Linked DNA regions of Mus musculus: regions 1, 2, 4 and 5 are each linked to region 3. Evidence: chromatin contacts called from public HiChIP or PLAC-seq data. All regions are on one chromosome and are shown on one strand. The core of a region is the stretch at or near the end of the contact, and the rest is flanking DNA. Distances in the headings are between cores, read along the strand shown. Region 1 has its middle 12 kb from the start of Gm32767. Region 2 overlaps Dnah14 (dynein, axonemal, heavy chain 14). Region 3 overlaps Gm38664. Region 4 has its middle 9.8 kb from the start of Ccdc121. Region 5 overlaps Tmem63a (transmembrane protein 63a).

Region 1 (4,357 bases), core at 1,745-4,244, 320 kb after region 3:
ACTGGCAGGTGGCAGAACAGTGGCCATCAGTGACCTTCAACGAAGCTGAAGAGCCTCGTAAACATGCGTCCTTTCCTTCCTTTTCTCCCAGGTTTACAAAAATCCTTCATGTTCGTATGTATATCATTGAGACTTACGTTAAAAATAGATTTCGGCAGCTGTTGAGTGGTATAATTATCCCCATGACATCAGAAGTACATCCAGTACCGACTTCTTTTGTTGCCACTCACCAAATGCCACCAAGAACCACATACTGCTCAGCGGTGACAGCTGCCTTGTGGGCATCAAGTAGAGAACTGTGGTCCTTACAAGCAGCTTCTTCAGTCCACATCCATGGCCTGAAAGCTGCCTGGCACCATGTGAAGCTGACAGGTCACATTGTCAGAGATGCCCAGAGAGGTGCACAGTCACATTTATTTTGTGAGGGGTGGATTTTGTGTTCAAAAAAGGAAGAAAGAAAGAAAGAAAGAAAGAAAGAAAGAGGGAGGGAGGGAGGGAGGGAGGGAGGGAGGGAGGGAGGGAGGGAGGGAGGAAGGAAGGAAGGAAGGAAGGAAGGAAGGAAGGAAGGAAAGAATTTTTTCCTCTTTCCAATTTGTTATAAAACACAGGAAAAAACTATTCTTTTGATAATCAAGGACCCATGGCAACTGATCAGCAGCCCAAGAGACCAAAGTTTTGAAGGGTAGTATTTTAAATGGCTAGAGTTTGGAAGCTGAGACTGAAGGAAGGGCAAAATATTCCAGAGAATTCCCTGTGACTTTTCCCTTGCGCTGTCTTGGTCCATTTTTCATGTTGTAAGAGATTACCCGAGACTGATGGGTTTATCGAGAGCATGGCTTCGTTTTGATTCATGATTCTGGAGGTCAGGAAGTCTAAGATCATAGCCCTGACAAGGGCCTAGCACTGTTTCAACGTGGCCAACAGTAGAGAGACAACTTGGTGTGTGTGAGGCAAGCCAGGCAGGAAGTGTTGTCACTTTGTAACAGCCAGCGCTCGAAAGAGCAAACCCACTCCCAAGAGAAAACATTTCTATCACTTATATCCCAAATGCCCTGATGACTCACGTGCTAAGCCTTGGTTATCAGCTGTGTGGCTGTTGGAGGCAGCTGAACCTTCAGGAGGTAGAGCCGAGGTTAGGTCACCAGGGCTGTGTCCCTGAAAGGAATATTGTGACCATAGTCCTGCCTCTTCAGTTCACTTCCTACTGCCCTGGGGAGAACAGTAAGCATGCTGCCTGTCCCTAGCATAATGTGTTATCCCACCCCAGACCCCAAAAGAATGGAATCAAGTGATCACAGACTAAGAACCCAAACTTTGCTGTTTAAGAATAAGTTGCTGTCACTCCAACGTGTTCTACACTATCGGGAAGCTGACCACCACAGGCATTAATCCCTCTTCCTTACTCTCAGCCTGGCTGGAACTTTGCCTCCCTGTGCTACCAAGATGCCAAGGAAATCTCAGCAGGGGATGTAGAGAAAAGAATCCACATTGAATCTTAGCTCCCTCTATCCCCTCTCAGCTCCTCACCTCTGCATGGCCACCCTGTCCAGCAACCCTGCATGCTTTTGCCATTGGGAAGTGGAGCTCTTTAGACAGCAGGGAGTAAACCCATGTGGTTCTTCTTAGAAGACAAACCCAAAGGAGTTGTGGATTTGATGAACAGGTTGCAAGGAAGGGAGATTCTGTGTGGATAACTGTAGAGGCCTCTCACTTTCTCCCTGCAAGGCTGGTGAGAAAGCTGGGTCTATCCACGGCCAGAGGATGGGTGGATCCAGTTTCTGGCTGCAAAGTTTCACAGCAAAGCCAAGGCTGTGGTTGCTGCTATGATGGAGCGACTTGGAGCCACAAGGGGTCAAAAGCACTTTTGAATCTGAGATGAAGTGTTTCCTGCCCCCCTTCTTTCCTCCCTTCTTCCCTTCTTTCCTCCCTCCCTTGTTCCCTCTCTTCCTTTCTTCCTTCCTTCCTTCCTTCCTTCCTTCCTTCCTTCCTTCCTTCCTTCCTTCCTTCCTTCCCTCCTCTCTTCCTTCTTTGCTTCCTTCTTTGCTTGCATGTTTTTATTTCCCTTTTGCCATTTCAGCCAGCAAGTTGCACTCTTTCTTATGCTAGCACAGAGAAAATGAGCTAGTAAAGTCCTTGCTGGCTGATGTCCCACTTGCTGTGCAGGGTAATAAGGACCTTCACTAGGGAGGCATCTTTGGGGAGTGGAGGACAAGGGATTGTCCTGTGGCCTCTGCAGCTTGACTTTATTTCCTGACTTGCTGTTGCCCCTCTCTAAAGTAGGTATTACTTCCTCCATCCTTAGTGCCTGGGAGTCAGGCTTAGGATATCCTGCAGTCACTGCTATTGGAGGTGAACCAGAGGGAGCCTAGCTTGCTTTTCCTCCTGGTTTTTGACAAGTTCTTTTATGGGATCAGTTCTTGTACTGCCATGGGAGAAAGGAGTTAAGTAATCAGGGAGGCCTTCTAGGTGACACCTAAAGCCAGAAACCTTAGTAACTTTATCTGTACATTAGAAACCTCCAACCCCCTGTCCCAGCCCTGTGCAGCTTAGAGGACATGGGAATTCAAGTCCCAGCAGGATACTGCTAGAACCAAGGGACTGAAACAGAAAGAGCAGGACAGCAGGAGCCTAAGAGCTGTGTAAGGAGGGGGAGGGAGAGTCACAGCCTACTTAGCTGCCAGGACAGCAAGGCAGAGACAGCCAGAGAACTGGACTGACAAATGAGGGCACTCCAGACTTTGGCAGATGGCAGCAAAACCACACCAGCTGCTTTTTTTCCCAGGGCTGCCCGGTCCATTTGCCAGCCATGTCATGTTTACTCTTAGGACATAAAGAGAGGTTCACTGGAAGAGGGTGACTTCAAGGCTTCTCACTGGTACTTGGAGAGCTCTGTCCAGTTGAGCAGCCTCGGCACATGTGCCACTACTGTGTTGCCCCTGGCAGAGCCGTCCCCTGACAGGCATCAGCATCCCCACTTATGCAAGTCAACCCTGGCTATGATGTAACTTTTTATGCCCTGTGACTCAGGGTGGAGGGACTCCTTGGTCCCTCAGACAGCTCAGTGATTCCTTAATCATTTCCTCCTTTTAAGTCCTTAGTCACTGCGGGAGATCTGGCTGATTTCTAAGTTTATCACTCCTTGCTCCCCGGAGAGCATTTAGTAATATGCTGCAGGGGACAGGAGCTCTCAAAGCCCGTGAAGAAAATGGGCTTTCAGACACCCCCACCCCCACCCAGAAGAAGAGCAGAGGGTGTGGTTTGAGGATGCCTGGCACCTGGGCCTCTGTGTCCCTGAACAGATGGCAGCTTACACTGCTGGCTGGAGAACTGGGAAAGTTCAGAGCTGCCTTCAGAAGGTCGACACCCACTCACCACCCTGATGAACACCCACGGATGTGACGGTCATATCTAAGAAGAGGAGGGTGCGGCTACAGACAGGGGTTTCTGTGACTCAACACAATCATCTCTCTTGGCTAAATCTCTAATATCTGCTCCCCGTTGAGGAACTTTGGGGTCCCAAAGAGGCATCCATTTACTTCTGCATTGGGGGTGGAGGACTTTACATGTTGGCTGAATTGTGTCTTTTAAATGACATCGCAAGCCAGGCATGGTAGCGTGTGCCTGTTATGGTTCCTAGCACTCAGAAAGCCAAGGCAAGAGGATAGACAGCTATGGGTCAGGATGGGCAACACAGGGAGACGATCTCAAAACAAAACAAAAATGCCTCGAGAAATTGATTTAATTCCTCCCTCTCTGTTTCCCTCCTTCTCTCTTTTTCCGTCCTCTCCCGTCCTCCTCTCCCCATTTGCAGGTTACTGAAATGTTACAGTAACCAATACGATCAACTTGATTTCTCCTCTCAACAGTACAGTTTCAGGTTTCGAGTTGAGAAGTTAGTTGAGTGTGGATGCGGCCCATTCCCTTTATAGCTATTGATCATAGTTCATTGCGGTTCCTTGTATGAGTATAGTATTTTTTGTTTTATGGACTTCACTTGCTGAACATTTAGATTTGTTTCTAGAGTTTTCCGCCAATACCATATAGTAATCCCTCTCCCTGCGTGGGCTCCCTGCGTGGGCTCCCTGCGTGGGCTCCCTGCGTGGGCTCCCTGTGTGGGGCTCCCTGCGTGGGCTCCCTGTGTGGGGCTCCCTGCGTGGGCTCCCTGTGTGGGGCTCCCTGCGTGGGCTCCCTGCAATGTTTGCAGTAAGAGGTTTATTGCTGAAATACAAGTTGAATAACGCTGTGCATGGCCACCTGACGCTCTGTGGCCAGTGAATTGCTTGTCGCACTTGAGCAAAAGGTTCCTGTGTGTTATATAAATATTTAATCCTAATCAAGGGTTTCTACCCCACCTTTG
Region 2 (4,857 bases), core at 2,054-4,553, 390 kb after region 3:
TGTGGTCATGAGATGAGCGTGAGGCGCTTGCTCCATTTGGGGCATGAATGTTGTAGCAGTCAGACAATCCTCTCACTGCCTTTGGTAGAGAGCATGTGAAGTCGCACATCTTGTTACTAGCAATGATAATTACATGACTTGGCTACAATAGTCCTGCCAAAAGTCGTAAAAGAAATGCAAATATCATGGTTTTTTTTTTTTTTTTTTTTGCTGAAAACAAAAACCTAAGTCCATTAATTTTAGCATTTGTTGGTGGAAAACCCTGCACCATGGACTGTGAAGGTGGGAGTTTCTGTTCCTCTAACTCCTTACACATTTGTCACCTGAGATTCATCTGCTTTTAAATTATTATTTGTATAAATACATGTATACAGATGAGCATATCTGTGGTATATGTTTAATTGTATTGAATTCTTAGATTATATTTTCTGTATAGCAGGATGACATTTTATTCTCACCTGCAGTGTGTGAAGCTTTCTGGGTTTCTCCAGCATTGGTGGGAAATGCTATATTGTCAACTTTTAAAAATTCCTTTACCTGTTGCCACGAGGAGGCACATTTTAGAACTTTCTGTCTCACTAGGAATTGATAAGACGGTTCAGACTTCCTTGCCTGAGTTCTCCACCTATGCGTCAGGTGTTTAAGGCACTTTGATGAGTGTCTACTTGCTGCTGAGAGAGGTCTTTCAAGTGTTGTGGTCAAATCTGTCATCAGCTGGAAGGCTTGCAAACGTTCTCCTCCTTAGCTGCTCATTCTCAACTGTGCTAAGCCACCCGGATTTGTAAACCCCAGCACATCAATTGACTTCTACCATGCCTTATGTTTTTGACTTTGTATCTGGGACTTTCTCATTTAAGAGCCACACTATTTTCTTCTAGAAGTTCATCCATTTGTATTCTGTGTTTATCTTCATCTTGAGTTTATTTGTGTAAGCCATAAAATATAAGTCAAAGTTCCTTCTCTTGGTTGGGGGTGAAGGGATGTGACCATAGACATCTGACCTGTCAACTCCTTTCCAATACCAGTCTGTGTTAGTTGTATCTCTGTGCTCTAGATGGAACAACACTCTCCACACAGAGGACAGGATTCTCTGGCTCTGTTTTCAGCACGGTGCCTCCTACCCCACCTATTATCTGTGATAGTTTCTTCTGTTTATAATGTTAAATGCAAACCTTTGTGCATGCTTATAAATGCCCCCATCGATACAGAATAGTGTCTGCTCATTAAGTCACTCAGCGTCAGCTTTTAACATGTTATGGCTGATTTTTAAAGTGTTGCTTCTGAGAGGCATCTGAAAATCCTAACTGTTCAATGTCCTGTTCCAGCCACAATCATCCCTTTGCACCAAGATCCTCGCCTGTCTATCCTTGTTGATTTGGTTTCAGTTCCGGATTTATCTAATGAGACAAAAACAAAAAGTGTAGTCAAATATAAGAAGCAGACCCGATGGCCAGATTTCTATATCCTCTTTGACACAGACACTGACTACCAGAACAAAGTAAGTTTCGAGATCAGACATCTTGGAAGTGGTTGGTAAGGAAGCAGAACCCTAGTGCAATTATTACATGAACGTGATGTATGGAAACCTTCAGAGCATCCTAGCATCATTCCAGTTTGTCTCCCCTGTGGTCTCTGGGCTCCACTTACCACGGTTTTTCATGTTTCCACTGTGGAAAGGAGTTTTTTTCCCTGCGGTTCTTTCATGACTTTGGTTTGCCAAGATGTTGGTTTTCCATTTTCCAGCCCTTCCCTAACCACTTAAATGCATTTTTTTTTGTCCAAATTCACAGTAGAATATAACTATCTCAGCTTGTGTCCGAACTCTGTCCTAACCAGATAAACTATGTCTTAGGAACTAAGTGAAATCAGAAATACACAGGCCCAGCCTGCTCTGGGACTGTGTGAGGAGAAAGTCGGACGACAGGCAGTGAGCTAGATGGTTGGTCTCTCTAGGACATAGTTCAAAATAATACCTTGATTACAAATTAAATATCTGAGTAACCTTTGCATGAAAGTCATGTTATCTATTTTTCTTAGTCTTGTTTCCAACATATGGCAATATTTAATTCCAGTTCTAAACAGAATGAATTGTACAAAGACCATCATTTGACAGTAACCATCAGCTTGCCCAACAATGCAGATAAAAGCTTTTAGTAAGGCTTCTATTTCCAGGTGGAACATGCTAACCATCTTGACGTTTTCATTCACAGATTGTGACTCTGCTGACTATTATTGGTAATTCAGTGGGCTTGGTTAGCGACTACAGCTGCAGGTTTCTGAAATATTGTTACATAGTAGAAAAGGCCAAAGTCATGACTACAAAACTGCCATTCATGACGAACTTGACATCCATCGAGTTTAAAAGAATAATACATAAATTCAGAAGCTACCTAAAGCAAATCGTGACCATGACTATTGAGATACGTATTGGAATTTTTTATGTGAATAGTCTGGATTATCAATTAGCATGCTTACCATATGTTGATGGCATCATACAAATGAGCTACAACCTGTTACAATGTACCATTGAGGAAAAAAGTGCAAATCTATTAGAAGTAAGTCTTTATTTTTTTCCTCTTTTTTGTTGAATTAATTATTAATGAATCCCAGCTTGAAGGGGGGGGGGTCACTTCCCACCTCAAACATTTATGTTCCCAAGTGAGACACACATACACAGCCTTTATATTTTTATATGCCTTAAGCAGCACAATAGCTGGCCTCCACGCTGCGAGAACCTGCCCCAACCTGCAGGACTTGTTTAAACAACAGGATTCTCGAGGGAAGGGAGCTACAACAACAAATTTTGGGATTAGAAGACACAAAAGAAGGATGCAAGACAAAAATTCTGTTCAAGCCTCGTTTACTCAGGGGAGATGGGGGGCTTTTTAAAGCTGAAAACCGCAAACAGAATTTGCTCAGGTACACAGGCCAAACCACAGTGCTAGGTAACACACTAAGGTCAAAGGAATGTCCCCATTGTAAAAGGTCCAGAAAGGAGTGCCCTCATTGTAAAGGGAAAGGAATGCCCCACATTGTAAATGTCCTGAGTCAATTACAAAACGGAAGCAAGATAGTGGAAGAAGCAAAAGAGTGTTAGATAATGGCCCTGGAACAAGATTCCAGAGGCTTCTGGGGCCCCAACAAGAACCTACCTCTGCCAGTAATTCCTAGTTACCACTTATTAATTCTTATGTTCCATCTTGGTTACTCTTCACTCCAATTAGACATCTGGGTGCTCTCCTTGCTTCTCTACCCCATGGCAGACTCTGTCTCTCCTCCCTCCACACTCTCCTAAGCCATCTCCCCTTCCTCTCCTCCCGTCCCAAGCCCAGGAAACGCCAAGCTCTCGCCTCTGTCTGTCCTCCCCAGCTCTCAGCTGCTGCTTTCTTTATTTACCAGTCAGAGCTAACTGAGGGCAGGTTCCCAGAAGCTATGTGCAGACCCTATCGTGCAAACAGTTTTTTGGGGGAGCATAGTTAGCATTCATAATACAAGCAGGTACACCTTTTCATAAGAAAATTTCAGATTAGATTATAACTTGATGATATACAATCAAAAATACATATAAGTATTATACTCAGAAAATCCCAAAGTACTGTGATTACATTTGTTTTTGTGTTTAGTCTTTATCTGTGTATAAGTGCATTTCTGTATGTGAATGTGACACATACATTTGCCATAACATGTGGAGGTCAAAAGGCAAACTTCAGGAGTTGTTTGACACAGTGTCTCTTGTTTGTATCACATAAACCAGATTAGAGGCCCTTGGGCTTCCAGAAATTCTTCTCCACTTGATTTGGCCGTAGGACTCCTGGGATTATAGACATGCATGCTCTTGTGTAGTTTATGGAGATGCAAACTTTGGTCCTCACACTTGCAAGTACTTTACCCAACTCAGTCCCTCCTCAGCACTTACATGTGTGTTTTATTAAATATCACTTCCTTTAGAACTTTCTGTAACTACGTGGAAGACTGCGCCCCATGTCACTGCCCATCTCTTTTTTTTTTTTTTTTTTTTTTTTTTTTTGGCTTTATAACGCACATCATTGTCTGACATCATTGTTCCCCATAGACTCACTAGGCTATGGCTTGTCTGCTTTGTAGAACAAATATGGATCCCAGTATCCTAGCTGTTGCCTGTACCAGCATCCTCCCATAGTACCCAAGACAGGTTTCAAGACCAGAGTTTATGATAACAGCTATCATTTTTTTTTCTTTATCCAGCCAGACTTCCAATACTTCTTAAACCCAAAGTTACAAGCTGCCCATCGACTGTGCCTCTGCAGTATAACTGTGAGAGGATAGCAGCATTCTCACACATACCAAGTCTAATGTTGCATCAAACCTTATCCAAAGTAGCGAACAGAGCTTGAGTGGGCCAGGAATAATTTTCAAGAAAGATGTTAATTGCAAAAGGAGAAGCGCCAGTGGCGTGGAAGCGGAGTTGACAGGCAGGATATTGCAGGCAGGAGTTAATGTAGCTAGATTCAGTTGCACATGACTCCCACGTGCAACAGCAACAGCAACAGAGCTGTCGCCTACACAAGTTAGAACTAATTTCTCTTGTGGGAAGTAGTAGTGCCCACATAGTGACTTGTAGCAGGGACGGTAGGGAGGGCCACCTATATATAAACACCGGGGGCCACGTAGCCACAAAAAAACATCTACAGGAGTACCTAATTTAGGACTGCCTGAGAGACCAAGGATTGGTGGTGCCAGCCAATGCCAGCCAATCAGGAACTGCTGTTTAGAAGAGATGCTTTCTTGGGATGAATGGGGCACTGGTGGAGGGTATTAAAGGAGCTTGCAGCAGTGCTCAGATGAGCTTGCTGTGACATTTCCCACCTGCTCCCAGAG
Region 3 (4,329 bases), core at 1,244-3,743:
AGGACATTTAGGACACAGGACATTTAGGACACCCATGTGAGTCCAGCTGTCTAGCACCTGTAGGTGCTGGAGGCTGCGACTGTCACTAACCCACAGCACCATGATCCGAAGCGAGAATCTGATCATGTATTTCCTTCCAAGGCGAGGTCCTTGACAAGTTTTGAGAGCTTTTTGTCGTAGCATGGGAGGAAGAAGAGGAACAGAACAAGGAAGAAGCGGGGCCTTCTCCTCTGCCTCTTGTCGCAGGCTGTTAAGACCTGAGGTCAGTTCATTCCGACCCTGAATAGACCGGGCTATCCAAAAGATGGCGTAGTGAGCATCAGAATTTAGATAGGATCGGCTGGAGCAGATCTATTGTGATCCAGCCAAAATCACAAGGAGAGTGCACTGTGCTGCTCTAAGAAGCCGGGTACCGGAGACGTCCGGCTAACACGGCTCCTGGAATAAAAGATGCTTTGCTCTGCCCATCCAAATCTGAATCCTGCTGCTCATGGGCCTGTTTTTACGGGTCCCCCATCTCTGCTTCTCTCTGTCCTTCAACTCCAACTAACATCTCTTTATAAAAGCCAGGAGGCTCTGTAAAGTTTAAAAAACACACACACACACACAATCCATCTGCATTGTATTGAACAGAATTGAAATGTAATGAGCCACTGGGGAGTGAGGGAAGCCACCCTCTGGATCCCCATCGCTGTAGTCAGTTTGCTTTTCTCCTGGCGGGTCAGGAAAGCTTGAGCGAGGAGACCTGCCTGCTGAGGAAAGCATCCTTCTCCCTCGCTATTGTTTGCAGGGCAATAGGCACAGCGATTTGTCACCACCTCGGAAGCTGTTTGGGTGTAGGTGAAGAAGGCCACCTGCCCGTGTGGGAGGGTTGCTCGTGACCTGAGCGTTTAGCCTGACCTTCTTGTGTGCCAGGCTGGCGTCTGATGCAGGAAGTGCTGTTTTTGTATGTTCACCTCAGCAATTTCCTGACTCACTCTCTAGAAGGGACACACCCCATGGCCCTGCAGAGGAAACTTTGGAGGTTGCAAAGCTGGCCTTTGCCTGGCTGACCATGGGGCTTGGAGGTGGAGTCGTTTAAGGAAGGATTAGCAGAGGATGGGACTGTTGTCATTAGGATACCACACGTGACAAACTCAACATGACCGCCCACCTCTTGGATGATTCACAGGCCTGAAGCATGAGTAACTTAGAGGGTGGGCAAGCAGGTATTTGATTCAGTAGGGTGGGGCTGAACCCTCCCTCTCTCCTCAGCACCCATCGCTCCCTTTCCACAGGATCTGGTAGCCTGGAGGTTTCAGGTGCAGGGGGGCCTGTGAAGTCTCTCTTGGCCTGGGGAACCCTTGTCATTTGAATGGTTCTGTGAAGTGGCGCTTGTGACTGAAGTGCGGCTTTCCAGGGGGCTGGGGGGCAGCTGGAGTGGCTCAGCCTGAAGCACATTCTCAGCTCCCGCTGTCAGGGCTGGAGTGGGGGGCACACTATAGGAGGTTCTTCCTCTCACTCGTCATACGTCCCATGTGATAGCACAAAAGGGGAGGGCACCTTGTTGCCATTCCTCTGTAAGCCACATCAAAGCCACAGCTTCTATCCTGCATGGTAAGTTAAAGTCCATCCCAAAGCAAGTGTCCCCTTTGTATTATTACACGAAGCATTGGCTCATACATTATGTATGGGACATCAAACATCCGGTGTAATCTTATTTGACTGTGAATAGAACCTATGTTTTAATAATAACCAGCATTTTTACTATGTGTATGGCATCACAGATGTGTCATTTTAAATTATGTATATAGCTTTTAAAATGTGTAGTGACTAAAATAATTATGGTTGCTTCATGCGGCCCTCTATAGGATATGCCAGTTGAGTAGATACGGACTCTCAGTTCCCATAAAAAGACCACTTTAACTTGCCTGTCAGGAAGCACGGAAGTCACGTCTCAAGTATCATTGCCCGAGAAGGGCAGGACTCTTCTTACATCCTCCTTCCCATCCCACCAGCCCCTGCCCCTTCCACAGGCATCTGGAGAAGAAAGTCCTGCCGCAGTGTGTAGTGGGTCTGAGCTCTGTGTGAATCTTTCCATCATCCCAGGTCCAGAAGTGGGATGTGGTCCAAGGAACCCTAGACAAATGCTCCCTGGGACACTGCGGAATGATTTGCCGGCCTCTTCGAGACATTTCTGTTGTTCCCCTCCAGGGATCGCTGTGTCCTCCCAGGATGAGTCTCTCATGCTGGACCCTCTCTTTGTCCTGTCCCCCTCTGGATGCTGGCAATCTAGGAAGGTGCAGGAGGAAGCTTGCTCCCAGGATCCATATCCCACAAGGTGTCAGCTCCATAGAGCTGGGGTACCCATGGCCAGTCAGGAGGAGCAAGGAAGAGCAGCAGTGTAACTAACTCCCTTGAACAGCAGCCTGAGAGTTGTGAACGGGGTGCCCCTGTGCTCCCTGCAGGGGTTGGCACTTCTTTCTCAGCATCTGGAGATGGCAGCCTGGGCCTGGACAGGAAGTGTGTGCTGAGTCAACTAGGAAGTGGCAAGAGCTGGTGTCCTGCTTACACAGAGCTCTGTCTACCCAGAACTGGATGTTCCTCCTGAAACAGGATGGTATGGCGGAGTCCCCTCCTGTTCCCCAGCTTTGGACAGGAAAGGTCTTGACTTAAAAAAGCAGCCTTGCAGTGACAGGAAGGCTGACCACATTTGTATTTCTCACAGAGGTTTGACAGTGTTAGACAGCTTCTCTAGAGACCCAAGGGAGGCCAGCTAGGTGTTCACCCCGGTGTTTTTCCTGAGAATCCCTTTCCTAGACCACCTCTAAGCCAGCGAGTGAGACACTGGGCCAAAGGGCCAAAGCAGCTGCCTGGGAGGAGTCACCCATGCGGTCTATGGACACTGCCCCTCTTGTAACTTTCCAGTGCTCCGGGATTCCGACTGGCAGCTCTGACGCCTGGTGGTCATTTCAAGAACTGCACTCTGGAAGACTTGTCCATTTTTATTATTTTTAGATGCTTTAGCTTTCTTCTTCCAATAAATATAAATAAGATGGACCTTATACATTAGCAGTCATTACTGTTACTAAGTGAATTATTTATAAGTAAAATTCTTGCAAATGCAATCGACAAAATATATGTTTGTAGAAGATTCTGGAAAGATAAACCAGAGACTCTTTGATGATCTCCAAGGGGCACTACTGTGGGATGGAGAAAGATTTATTTTGCTTTATATATGTGCTTCTCTCTGAAATATATTTTAACTTATTTTTCAGTTTTCTTAGTGCTTGGCACGGTGGCACAGCCCTTTAATCCCAGCACTGTGGAGGCAGGTGGCTTTCTACAAGTTCAAGTCCACCCTGGTCTACAAAGTGAGTCCAGGGCTACACAGAGAAGCCCTGTCTCAAAAAACCAATTTATATGTGTGTGTATGTGTGTGTGTGGTGTGTATGCATGTATGTATATATTCTTTTCTTTTAGGTTTGTTATTTCATGTTTGTGAGTGTTTTGTCTGCATGTGGACATGTGTATCATGTGCATGCCTGGTACCTATGAAGTCAGAAGAGAGCGTCAGATTCCACAGAACTGGAAGTACACGTGGTTGTGAGCAAATATGTAGGCGCTGGGGATCCTCCCAGGGTCCTCTGTAAGAGCAGCCAGTGCTCTTAACCGCTGAGCCATCATTCCAGACCCCGCTTTTTAGGGTTTGTTTTTTTTTGGCACAAAGTCTCTCTCCATAACTCTGGGTGTCCGGAACCCACTATATAGTCCTGGGCTCAAATTCAGAGATCTGTCTGCCTCTGCCTCTCAGGTGCTGGGATTAAAAGTATGCACCACCACACCCAGCTAACATCTATATTAAACAAAGGCAAGTAATTACAGTTAAGAGCTGACTCTGGGCGAGCCCAAAGTCTAGGATTGTTCCTTCCAGGGCTCCAAGTTTGGTGTTCAGACGCCTCTGGAGTGTTTAAGGGAACAAAGTACGGCTGAATCCACTCTGGTCTCAATCACTAACAGCAGCAGAGGACTGCAGAGCTGAACAGGACAAAGCAGCTCTGGGGAGTGCTGGGGTCAGAAAGCCAACAAGAAGCTCCTCACTGTTGACCCTCCCACCAACGCCCACCCGCCCCTCTACGATACCCCACCTATGGGAGTGTGGATGCATTAACACATTTTAAGAACATGGTCATAGGTAAGTCTTCTTTCTTTTCCTGCCCATAGCCTGGAAACAGTGTGGCTTTGTGTGCTCACAGCCTACTTGCTGCACATGTTCAGAGAGGGTGAGGCATGTGAGGCCGAGGATCAGTGCAGGCTCCCAGCGCCAGTTCTCACCGCCATCCTGAAGGC
Region 4 (4,766 bases), core at 1,383-3,882, 290 kb after region 3:
TCTCTCTCCCTTTCTCTGTCTCTGTATATGTGCCTATCTGTCTCTCCTGGCCCCCCCTCTGCTCCCTCCCTTTACATAATAAATATCATTTATTCTGTACTTTCGTCAAAATAGTGAGGACTGGTTTAGCCTGTTTGGGACGTGGAGAGAATGACAGAGAATTCTCATATGGCTTGAAGGGGCGGAAGCAAAGAGAATTTCCTCTGAACAACACGGTTGATGTGAACCTGAGGTTGTACAACTGAGGAACCATGAGAAGGGAGCTGAAGACGTGTGGTCATGATGAATACCAAAAGAGTCTACCTAGTGAGGGGGGGATTAAGTTGTTATTGTGGATTTTTAAACAGGATTCTAAAAATGTTATTTGTATGTATGTGTGTGCCTGTGTGAGTGTACAGGCAGGTGCCTAAGGAGGCCAGAAGAGGGCGCTAGAGTCCCTGGAGCTGGATTTACGAATGATTATTAGCCACCTGATATGGGACCTGGAAACTCAACCTGGGTCCTCTGCAGGAGCAGTGAGTGCTCTTAACTGCTGAACCATCTTCCAGACCTGAAAATGAAAAAAAAAAAAGTAATATAGTTGTCGGTTATATGGTATATTTCTCTGTCCAACTTTGAGGACAGATTCCTCTATGAAGTTAATATTATTTAAGAAAGCACAGTCTGGAAGGCTCCGACTTGGATCGATAATATAAGTTTTGAAGGTAACAATTGCTGGGGGATGTATGCTTTAGCTTTGCTGAGTTTCCTAAACTGGGTCTCTCTGTTCTGGACAGTTATGATTTCTGACAAAAGAGAAGGGGAAATTGGGAATCAAATGAGGAAAGAAGAGAAGGAAAGATACACGATTTCAAATGTCAGGCAGCAGAGAATATTTAGCCGTGTATTCTTCAAAAGGGCCGAAAATCCAGTAAAGACCGAGACCTGAGAGTGACGGATATGGCCGTGCGGGGCAGAGATGGATAAGCAGCCATCAGGAAGGCACTTGGGAATCTCAGGGGCTTGCCAGCATTCTCTCTACTGCTCAGGCACATCCTTGCCCCCCTGTTCCACCTGGCAATACAGCACCCCTTCTTAGAGGCTGGTCTGAAATACCCTTCTCTTCTGGGAGACCCCCTCTCAGGATGCCGGGTGACTGAGGTACACCCAGCTGCTAAGCTCCTGCTGCTGTAATGGTTTGCATAGTCTGTTGGTAAGGCACTGCTTTAGAAGCCATGCTGGTTCTATAGCCCTTGCAAATGCCCTGATGCTTGAAAACAGTGTGTATTTTATAAATAGTTGTTGGGTTGCTTGGTAAATGGCTTTAATTGTTGTTTAATAATCCTATCGCTTGCTTTTGAGTTGTAATTTTTAAAGGGCATGACACACATTATCTCATTTGCTCAATGGATACTATTATAAGCAGGCAGAGCGAGTGATAGCATTTAATAGAGTTGGGAAAGGAAGTTGAGTTATTTTCCTTTAAGGCTTTCAGAAGGAGTGATTCAACTCAACATCATTGGCTGATGTTTGAGGAGGAAAAAAAAAAGAGTAGAATGTGAGAATCTCTTTTGTGAGATTCTAGAAAAAAATCCTAGTTTACTTTCCTACTCCTTCTAATTATCTTTAATTATGAGCAGATGGTCTTGTTTCCTGAGTCACAAACTATAAAGCCCACTTATAGTAGGCGGGGCTATCTTTCAAAGTAATAAATCAAACCCACTAACAGTAACATGATAGCATTAACCTACTAACACTAACATGATGGTATTAACCCACTAACAGTAACATGAAAGTGGCAAATCCATCTGTGTTCTTGTCTGTGCCATGGGCGCCTATATTGTTAAGATGGACTCCCACTCTAGCATCATCCCTCTGAGACATGCTTGACACAAAGTAGGGCTAATGCTGGAAGAAGGTCTGTACTGGGATCCAATGTCGCTGTCTCTGCTTTGGGGTGTCAAAAGCTATCACAAAACTACAATTCCAGGAAGAAAATGGAGGAAAAGAAAATAGCAGTAGAAACTGAGATAAGAGTATATACCCTGCTCTTCAGCGTATACTCTTATCTCCCGCTCTGGCCAGGAGGTCTGGTGCTCTGCTGAGGAGCCACCTCTCGTCCCACATAGTTCTAGTTGGATGGATGGCGCTTCCAAGGATAGGAAGTTGTTTCCAGGTGCCCATGTGACCTCTGCCTGACCAGTGAGTACCCTTACTCTCTCCAGCCACGGTGATTGGCTCTGGGCTGCATATGAGACTTCCATTTCTCGAACCATCAGAACAGAGAGGTGATGCCTCTGATAGGGATGCTAAAGGGTGGATATGGACCAGATGAGGCAGGAGGTCAACACACTGTTGATCAGTTCTGTCTGAATAAGGCATGGATTGAAGAGAAGAGAGCTGGCTGTGGGTTTGGTCTGGATGCCCTAGTTTGAGTCCCTGAGTGTAGTCTTATCTAACATCAGGTCTGTTCCTTGGGACGGTTTCAGATTTGTAAGCTAATACTTTGGCAATATGCTAGCAAGTCTCTCTCTTTCAAGTCAATTGGAGTTCTATTTCTGTTTCTTATTTGCTTTAGTGACTCAGAATCCTGACCAAAGCATGCAGCTCAGGGTGGTGTGGGAGAAGGTTATTTGAGACTTGGAAAAGAGAGGCTGAGAAGTTGTTTTGGTTTTGATGTCAAAGCATCCAGGAGGAAAGAGAGATTAGAATCTGCACTAGGCTTAAGAGGATGACGTGGGTGGCAAGTGCGGAGGCAGCAGCAGCAATTGATACAGTTTAACAATTCATGGAGACACTGTTGGCTGCCACTGCAGGTGGGCACCGTGCTTTGAGGGGTGTGCAGGCATGGTTAATGAAGAGACGTGGCTGCTGCCGTCAATTGGAAATCAAACACAAAGCGTAATTGCTGTTGCTTTGCCTGTATCCGAGGAGCATTCTGCTACAGTCAGGGTGTAAGGCGTGCCAGTGGGATATGAACACAGGTAGACATTGTACAGAGCCTCATGACTCACTTCCCTGTGCCTTCCTTAAGAGGGGTGGAGAGAGGTGGAGCTAGCAAGCAGCAACAACCAAACTAATTTCCCTTAACCAGAGTCTTCACCCTGGGGTTCATAGCTTATGTTTACGCTTTAGACTCTCAAGCCCCTTGGCGATTATGCGCAGAAATTGCACTTAATCTGTCTGCAGAGAGGGTCCAGTTTGGAGAACAAAAAGAGTTTATTGGACCTGAGCTAGCCACCTGAGCCATGTTGGCCAGGTAGCTGCTGCCTTGTGTAAATTTAAGGCACAAGAATAAACAACTTCCCATCAGTCTCTGAGCGAGACAGCCCTGGGGAGCAGAGCCCCAGGATCTGAGAGGAACAAACAAGACCCCAGGACACAAGGTCTCAGAGACAGATCGCACAGCTCCCTGGGTCACAGCATGGTGGCAGGGCTGGGTTCAGGTGGTGGGTGATGCTATGAAGTCTTATTGTGTCCCTTCCTGCCTGCCGTCTGTGATAGGCGGCTAGGTGTTTGCTGGGCACTATAACCTCTGTTGTTGTTGTTGTTTAAGCTGTAGTTGGTGTCAATTATTTGTAAATGAGAGTCTGGAAGGTATTCCAGAAAAAGAGAAGCTACACCTATTGTTCTGAGTCCCTTTCAGCAGCGAGTCTCCATGATCCTTTGACTGACAGGAGAATTTTATGGTTTATTATCAAGGATTTTTTAGGATGTCAAAATGGTGCAGAGTGAAGCACATTATACCCTAATTCTAAAGCCCCCGTGATGTTTGTCAGTTTAGAGACTTCATTGCAACAGTTTGAATGGAAAAAAAATAATTTTTAAGGCGCCTTCATTGTTAATGTGAGCCACTAATAATGTTTCTTTTTAAAATAATTTCAGGCTTCAGTCACATGGCACAAAGAATTCTCTCATGTGCCCTCCACTTAGACTTCCGCCCTTGTTTAATCATCCTGTCTGTGTTCACATGAACCCCACACACGCCTGTGCACACGGCTACTTCGGAAACGCTTGGGAATGCGTATTGGCCACCACTGAACCCAAGTCCACACCTTTCCAAAGCAGACCACAGGGTGCACACACACCAGCCTTGCTTGCCCCTTGACTTCCTGTAAGCATCTTCACCTACTGTGAGAGAGATGGCTTTTTTATTTCCTGCAACTCATGCTGTTACCTGGTCAGGCTTAGAATCTACCTGAGGTAGTGCTAACATTGGGAACAACTTCAGAAGCGTGGTCTCAGCCGATAGTCCATGACAGTGGTTCTCAACCCTCCTAATGCTGCGACCCTTTAACTCCAACCCTAAAATTACTTCCTTGCCACTTGATACCTGTAATTTTGCTACTGTTACGAATTGTAATATAAATATCTGATATGCAACCTCTGTGAGGGTGGAGACCCACTGGTCTACTACCTGTCCACATTTCTTTAAAACAGATAGTATGTTTGCTTTGGGTCCTGCTCTTTTAACTGTCATTCTTTTATTTGCAGAATAACTAGGACTGTTTGTCTCTGCTTCTGTCCCATTTTGAACTGCCCCCCCAAACCCCTCCCCAAACTGACTCCTGCTCTTGACGATTTCAATGACGATGATGATGATGGTGGTGGTGATGATGATGATGATATGCTCTGAAGTCCCAAACTACACAAACAATAGACTCAGTACAGGGCCCTTCTTCCCTTAAGGTCTTTCTACCCCATGTGACTGCCCAGGTGCTCCACCCCAACACACCCACCTTGTTAATAAATTGCTTTTCCAGCTGTCCTTCTTGTAGCTTCTCTTG
Region 5 (4,278 bases), core at 1,227-3,726, 260 kb before region 3:
CCTTCCTCCGTCTGGGTGAGGGACATTCTGCTCTGTGCCCAGTGCCAGGCCTCATATCCATCCATTCCCCCCCCCCCGCCCCCCCCAGCCAGTCAGCTCACTAGCTGATGTCCCAGTGTCAGTGTGGTAGAACAAGGTGAGGGCTGCTTGGTGTGGTGTTGACAACCGGGCTACTGAGCTAGGTCAGGTGTGACAGAGCCCCGGAAATCCCCATGGAGGAGAGGGCTGCTGGGTCAGTTCTGAGCCAGAGGATATGAAACTGTACAGTCAGCCCCAGAGAACTCCCATCCCGACTAGCCTTAGGCTCTGGAGGCTGGCAGGAACTGTCCTAGCTAGCTCACTGTCAAGGGCTCCTTACGTGGTATCCCAGTGTCTCAAACCCAGTCAGGGATGGGTCTAGCCATCATGTGGGCCATATACCCTGTGTTGTGTGCTCTGAGCTGTGAGGATACTATTCTGGCAGTTGGAATGAGGAGCAGGACTGGGGGCTGTGGGGAAGTCACCCACAGTCTGGACACCAGGCCTGGCCCCTTCCTCACCAGAGCAAGCATAACAGGAAGCGCCAGCCTCCCTCAAGACTGCGCGTATGTTCCCAGGTCTGACGGCCCCGGCCACGCTCTTCACCTTCCTGGTTGTTCTGCTCACCATCCTGGCCTGCCTGCTGTACACCTGCTTTGGATGCTTCAAGCACCTCAGCCCATGGAACTACAAGGTACCGGATGGTCCGACACGCCTCAGGCTGGACAGCGCAGCTCTCTTTTTCCCCATCCCCGTGTGTGTGAATGGAGTACCAGTTGCCCCCAGCTTTGGGAGTGGGGTGTGTTGTGGCTTCCTCCCTCCCTTCCCTCCCTCCCCTATTCCAGCCCCCCCCCCCCCCCGCCCCGTGTCTCAGTTGGGCTGCATTGGGAGCCTGGTGCCGGCTGCTCCTATTATTCTGCTGGGTTACTGGTCTGTTTGTTTGGGGGACCTTAGTTCGGAGAGACTGGCTCTGTTCGTCATTGTATCTGCTGTTGTCCACAGACAGAAGAATCAGCTAGTGACAAAGGAAGCGAAGCCGAGGCCCACGTGCCCCCGCCATTCACAGTAAGCTGCTATCTGTGTTTCCGTCCCCATGGTGGTTACTGTTTGTCATGCTGGTTGCATGATTCCCACCCAGAGAAGCCATAAGAATGTGCTGGAACAGTTCTGCCAGGCTGGAAAGGCCCGTCTTCTTCCTGGCTTTCCCTGACTCTATCCTCCAGGATGCTCCCTCAGGGTAGGGTGTGGCTCTTGAGCCCCAGATGGTAGAGTGGTAACTTCTGCTCATCCTAACAGAAGTGAGGGTAGGACTCTGACTGGCCTCCTCAGCCTCAGGCCTTCCAGCCGCTACCTCCCTAGGGAAAAGACTCTTCAAAGCTGGGGAGTGCCGGAGCACGCCTTTAATGCCAGTACTTATGAGGTAGAGGCAAGTGGATCTCTGAGTTTGAGGCCAGCCTGGTCTAAGGATCAAGTTTCAGGACAGTCAGGGTTACATTTTAAAAACAAACAAACAAACAACAACAACAAAAAGACTCAAGCCCCCCATAAGTAGGTGTTCAGGAGTGTAGTTACCCAGAGGCAGCCATGGCCCAGGCCCTGCCAGCCAGCAAGGAGAGCAAGCAATGAGGAAGCTTAGAACCTTCATTTCCACCCTGGGCCCGGGAGGGATGCATAGCTGACAGACACATACTATAGACAGACAGGCAGACAGACAGTTCCCAAATAAACAGACAGTCACCCAGAATACAGTACCAGGAAGGAGTGCTTCCTCTGAGAACTGGAGGAAGCCACTCTTCATTTCTTCATATGGTCATGAGAGCTGGGCTGTAGACGGCTTCCCATTTTGCTCTGGCTTCTGAGAAGTGTACTAATAAAGAAGTTGACTTGTTTTGGGTCCAGATGTCCCATGAGAATGCTATTTCTTGATATGTGTCCTCCCGTTGGGAGAAAGAGGGGTAGTGGGGCATGACCAGGATGTGAGATGTCAGGCTTGCCACCATCCAAGATCTAACTCTTTGCCTTTGCCGACAGCCCTATGTGCCTCGGATTCTGAACGGTTTGGCCTCAGAGAGGACAGCGTTATCCCCACAGCAGCAGCAGACCTACGGTGCCATCCGTAACATCAGTGGGACTCTTCCTGGGCAGCCCGTGGCTCAAGATCCTAGTGGCACTGCGGCTTATGCCTACCAGGAATCCTGAGAGTGGACAAGCTGGTCTGGCAGGCTGGGAGCATCTAGGAATACCGAGGGACACAAGGGGCTAGAGCCCCAGACAGGCTCTTGAGGGTTTTGCTGCTTAAAACCCCCGTATTGTGAGAAGAGGAAACCAGCGGGTCGTGGGGCTCTGGGTAACCGGGCTGAGGGTATCCATCCGGTGGGGCTGCTGTCCCTGGGAGCCATCTGTAAGGTTTCTTTTCTGGTCCCAGTGTGGGGAACATTTACAGCTCCCTCTTGTGGTCATCTGAGGATATGCACTTTTATTCCCCCATACACTGCTCAGGATGCTCTCTGTAGTGAGCATGGTGTATGTCCCTAGTGGTTTGTGGCCAAGATCATGTGTTGGGCTTTTGCCTTTAGGGAGATCATATTTGGGGACTTCTGGTTGATGGGGAGATGCGTCCAGGAAAGACTTAGTCCCTCTGAGCCCTGGAACACTGCTTAGCCTTCTGCAAGCTGATGAATAGCGCATCAGTTGGGTCTGAGATGGAGGCCATGTGGGGCCCTACAGTACTGTCCTGCCTGCAGTCCCTTTTCAGGGATCCATGGATTAGCTGTAGGGACCGGGGAATACCTTGTTCTTGTTGATGGCAGCAGGGCAGCAGGCTCATGCCCACTGGTTTGTAGCTGCCTCCTGCTGTGTTTCCGGGTTTTTGTATCATGTTGCCTGAATCTGGGCTGTGACTGGGTAACCCCACAGCAGGTGGGGACATGAGAACCATTAATAAAGTACCCACTGGGCTGGTGGTGAGACCCTGCCTCTCATGCTTCTTCCGGGTTTATGTACAGATTTTCCACGTCTGTGCAGGATTCTTCCAGCCTCTACCTGATAAGTCTGCTCTGTCCAAGATAGCAGGGGCAGTGTCAAGGGCAACTTGGAATTATGAGAGGTCAGAGTGGCAGGCACGGAGAGAACAGGGTGCCCCTCCATTTCTTCGGTTTTGGGCAGCTCACTCTTTTTCCAAAGTGGGACCTGGGGTTGGGCCCTAGGGGGCAGGCTGAGATGAGAAGGAAGGTAGCAAGAAGGAAGGTGGGACTTAGCAGTCCACGGTTGGGTAAAGGTGTGGGCCATAGCAGGCTTGTGGCAGACCAACTATTTGGGCCTGCCTCCATTCCAGCCCCCTTACAACAATGGACCAGGCAGGGTCTCCCGATTCCTCTTTTCAAGGGTCTGGTGGCCCTTGGCTACTTGAGCCAGCCAGCCAGCCAGTCACACTGCCTTTTCTCCCACAGGTCTGAACTTTGTGGGTGTCTGGATGGTGCCATCACTACTCTGGGGGCTGCTTGGCACAGGGTGGCCCTGGCCAGTGACTGTTTGCCAGTCTGGATTGATTCAGAGGGCCCAATGGGCACCAAAGCACAAGGGCAGAAGTGTGAGCTGACCTCTGGGGGGAGAGCCAGGTGGCTTGTCAGAGTAGAGGATAGTGCTTGGTCCAGCTGTGCTTAGAGGTAAAATCATTTGTCACCAAGGCCACACTGCTTAACACAGGTGTATAGTGTGTTAGGTAAATTTTAGAAAGGACGCTGTAGGTTTCATAGACAGGTGTTGAGATGAGCTGTGCCCTGGGATAGCTTTATTAGTAGCGTAATGACCTACAGGGTGGTCTTAAAGAAGGGAGCAAGCCAGAGATTCTTCGTGGGTATGAGGCGAGTGGGGAGATGTAGCCTAAGTGGAGTCGGGTGAGGCGGAAGGCACTAGGTAAGAGTAAAATCATAATTCAAAGTTGCCTTGGGTCTTGGCAGCCCAGGATTGCTTGCCTACACCTGGAAGGAAGAGGCCCCTCTCCCTGCTCAGCCAGGCTTCCCCCTCATGCCTGTGGACCATAATGCTCTGACCCATGTTCTCTGGGAAGCGCTGGGAGGAGACAATGGTTCCTGTCGTCCAGTAGATCATGATGTTAGTCAGCAGATCTTCCAGGGAGAACTTCCTGGGAAGGCACACAGGATGCCCGGGCTCTGTGCCAAGGATCCTGCCCATCCTGCTTTCCTCAGGTGACCAGTGCCATTTTCTTCTATAGGCTGCCTAGGTCAGGGTCCTCTGGAT

Evidence for each region. HiChIP or PLAC-seq counts read pairs in DNA pulled down with a chosen protein or histone mark.
Region 1: a contact with region 3 is called in a FOXA1 HiChIP or PLAC-seq map of pancreatic cancer cells. The contact joins two enhancer-like sites. A contact is called at or near these places in 12 of 39 promoter capture datasets (the 3T3-L1 cell line, 3T3-L1-derived adipocytes, HPC-7-derived erythroid cells and 8 more), 1 of 15 datasets of contacts at CTCF or cohesin (the NIH/3T3 cell line), 1 of 484 Hi-C or Micro-C datasets (cerebellum) and 10 of 115 datasets of contacts at active chromatin or transcription factors (acute myeloid leukemia, bone marrow-derived macrophages, embryonic basal ganglia and 4 more).
Region 2: a contact with region 3 is called in an H3K27ac HiChIP or PLAC-seq map of embryonic stem cells, with 5 read pairs. The contact joins two enhancer-like sites. A contact is called at or near these places in 6 of 39 promoter capture datasets (the 3T3-L1 cell line, 3T3-L1-derived adipocytes, cranial neural crest and 3 more), 1 of 15 datasets of contacts at CTCF or cohesin (the NIH/3T3 cell line), 1 of 484 Hi-C or Micro-C datasets (the Ba/F3 cell line) and 4 of 115 datasets of contacts at active chromatin or transcription factors (embryonic stem cells, pancreatic cancer cells and trophoblast stem cells).
Region 4: a contact with region 3 is called in a FOXA1 HiChIP or PLAC-seq map of pancreatic cancer cells. The contact joins two enhancer-like sites. A contact is called at or near these places in 9 of 39 promoter capture datasets (the 3T3-L1 cell line, 3T3-L1-derived adipocytes, the SN4741 cell line and 5 more) and 1 of 115 datasets of contacts at active chromatin or transcription factors (pancreatic cancer cells).
Region 5: an H3K4me3 HiChIP or PLAC-seq map of the 230-238 cell line shows a contact between it and region 3, with 13 read pairs. The contact joins two enhancer-like sites. A contact is called at or near these places in 16 of 484 Hi-C or Micro-C datasets (the HL-1 cell line, brown adipocytes, cerebellum and 8 more), 8 of 115 datasets of contacts at active chromatin or transcription factors (the 230-238 cell line, the HPC-7 cell line, embryonic stem cells and 3 more) and 1 of 9 other capture datasets (embryonic stem cells).

The regions. Positions count from the first base shown.
Region 1 is chr1:181,549,952-181,554,308 of GRCm38.p6, forward strand. No RefSeq gene overlaps it. Among named protein-coding and RNA genes, the nearest start is that of Gm32767, 12 kb to the left of the region's middle. Within about 2 kb of position 2,995, at least 113 of the 459 cell types and tissues checked have an H3K27ac peak or open chromatin away from gene starts, as enhancers often do. A contact at or near this core is called in acute myeloid leukemia, bone marrow-derived macrophages and pancreatic cancer cells, where this site is marked.
Region 2 is chr1:181,620,483-181,625,339 of GRCm38.p6, forward strand. Dnah14 (dynein, axonemal, heavy chain 14) reads left to right here. Exons shown (of 87, transcript NM_001377039.1): 17 at 1,326-1,498; 18 at 2,211-2,555. It overlaps Gm33612 (a long non-coding RNA gene), which reads right to left. Exons shown (of 3, transcript XR_373757.4): 3 at 515-1,397. Among named protein-coding and RNA genes, the nearest start is that of Gm33612, 4.3 kb to the right of the region's middle. Within about 2 kb of position 3,304, at least 36 of the 459 cell types and tissues checked have an H3K27ac peak or open chromatin away from gene starts, as enhancers often do. A contact at or near this core is called in embryonic stem cells, pancreatic cancer cells and trophoblast stem cells, where this site is marked.
Region 3 is chr1:181,229,963-181,234,291 of GRCm38.p6, forward strand. Gm38664 reads left to right here. Exons shown (of 6, transcript XM_011238899.2): 3 at 2,194-2,320; 4 at 2,448-2,599; 5 at 3,258-3,353; 6 at 4,000-4,329. The coding sequence ends at 4,160. Among named protein-coding and RNA genes, the nearest start is that of Wdr26, 20 kb to the left of the region's middle. Within about 2 kb of position 2,494, at least 252 of the 459 cell types and tissues checked have an H3K27ac peak or open chromatin away from gene starts, as enhancers often do. A contact at or near this core is called in the 230-238 cell line, the SN4741 cell line, acute myeloid leukemia and 7 more, where this site is marked.
Region 4 is chr1:181,518,914-181,523,679 of GRCm38.p6, forward strand. No RefSeq gene overlaps it. Among named protein-coding and RNA genes, the nearest start is that of Ccdc121, 9.8 kb to the left of the region's middle. Within about 2 kb of position 2,633, at least 47 of the 459 cell types and tissues checked have an H3K27ac peak or open chromatin away from gene starts, as enhancers often do. A contact at or near this core is called in the SN4741 cell line and pancreatic cancer cells, where this site is marked.
Region 5 is chr1:180,972,120-180,976,397 of GRCm38.p6, forward strand. Tmem63a (transmembrane protein 63a) reads left to right here. Exons shown (of 23, transcript NM_144794.2): 20 at 1-15; 21 at 597-712; 22 at 1,021-1,083; 23 at 2,050-2,985. The coding sequence ends at 2,217. Among named protein-coding and RNA genes, the nearest start is that of Tmem63a, 32 kb to the left of the region's middle. Within about 2 kb of position 2,477, at least 50 of the 459 cell types and tissues checked have an H3K27ac peak or open chromatin away from gene starts, as enhancers often do. A contact at or near this core is called in the 230-238 cell line, cerebral cortex, cortical glia and 1 more, where this site is marked.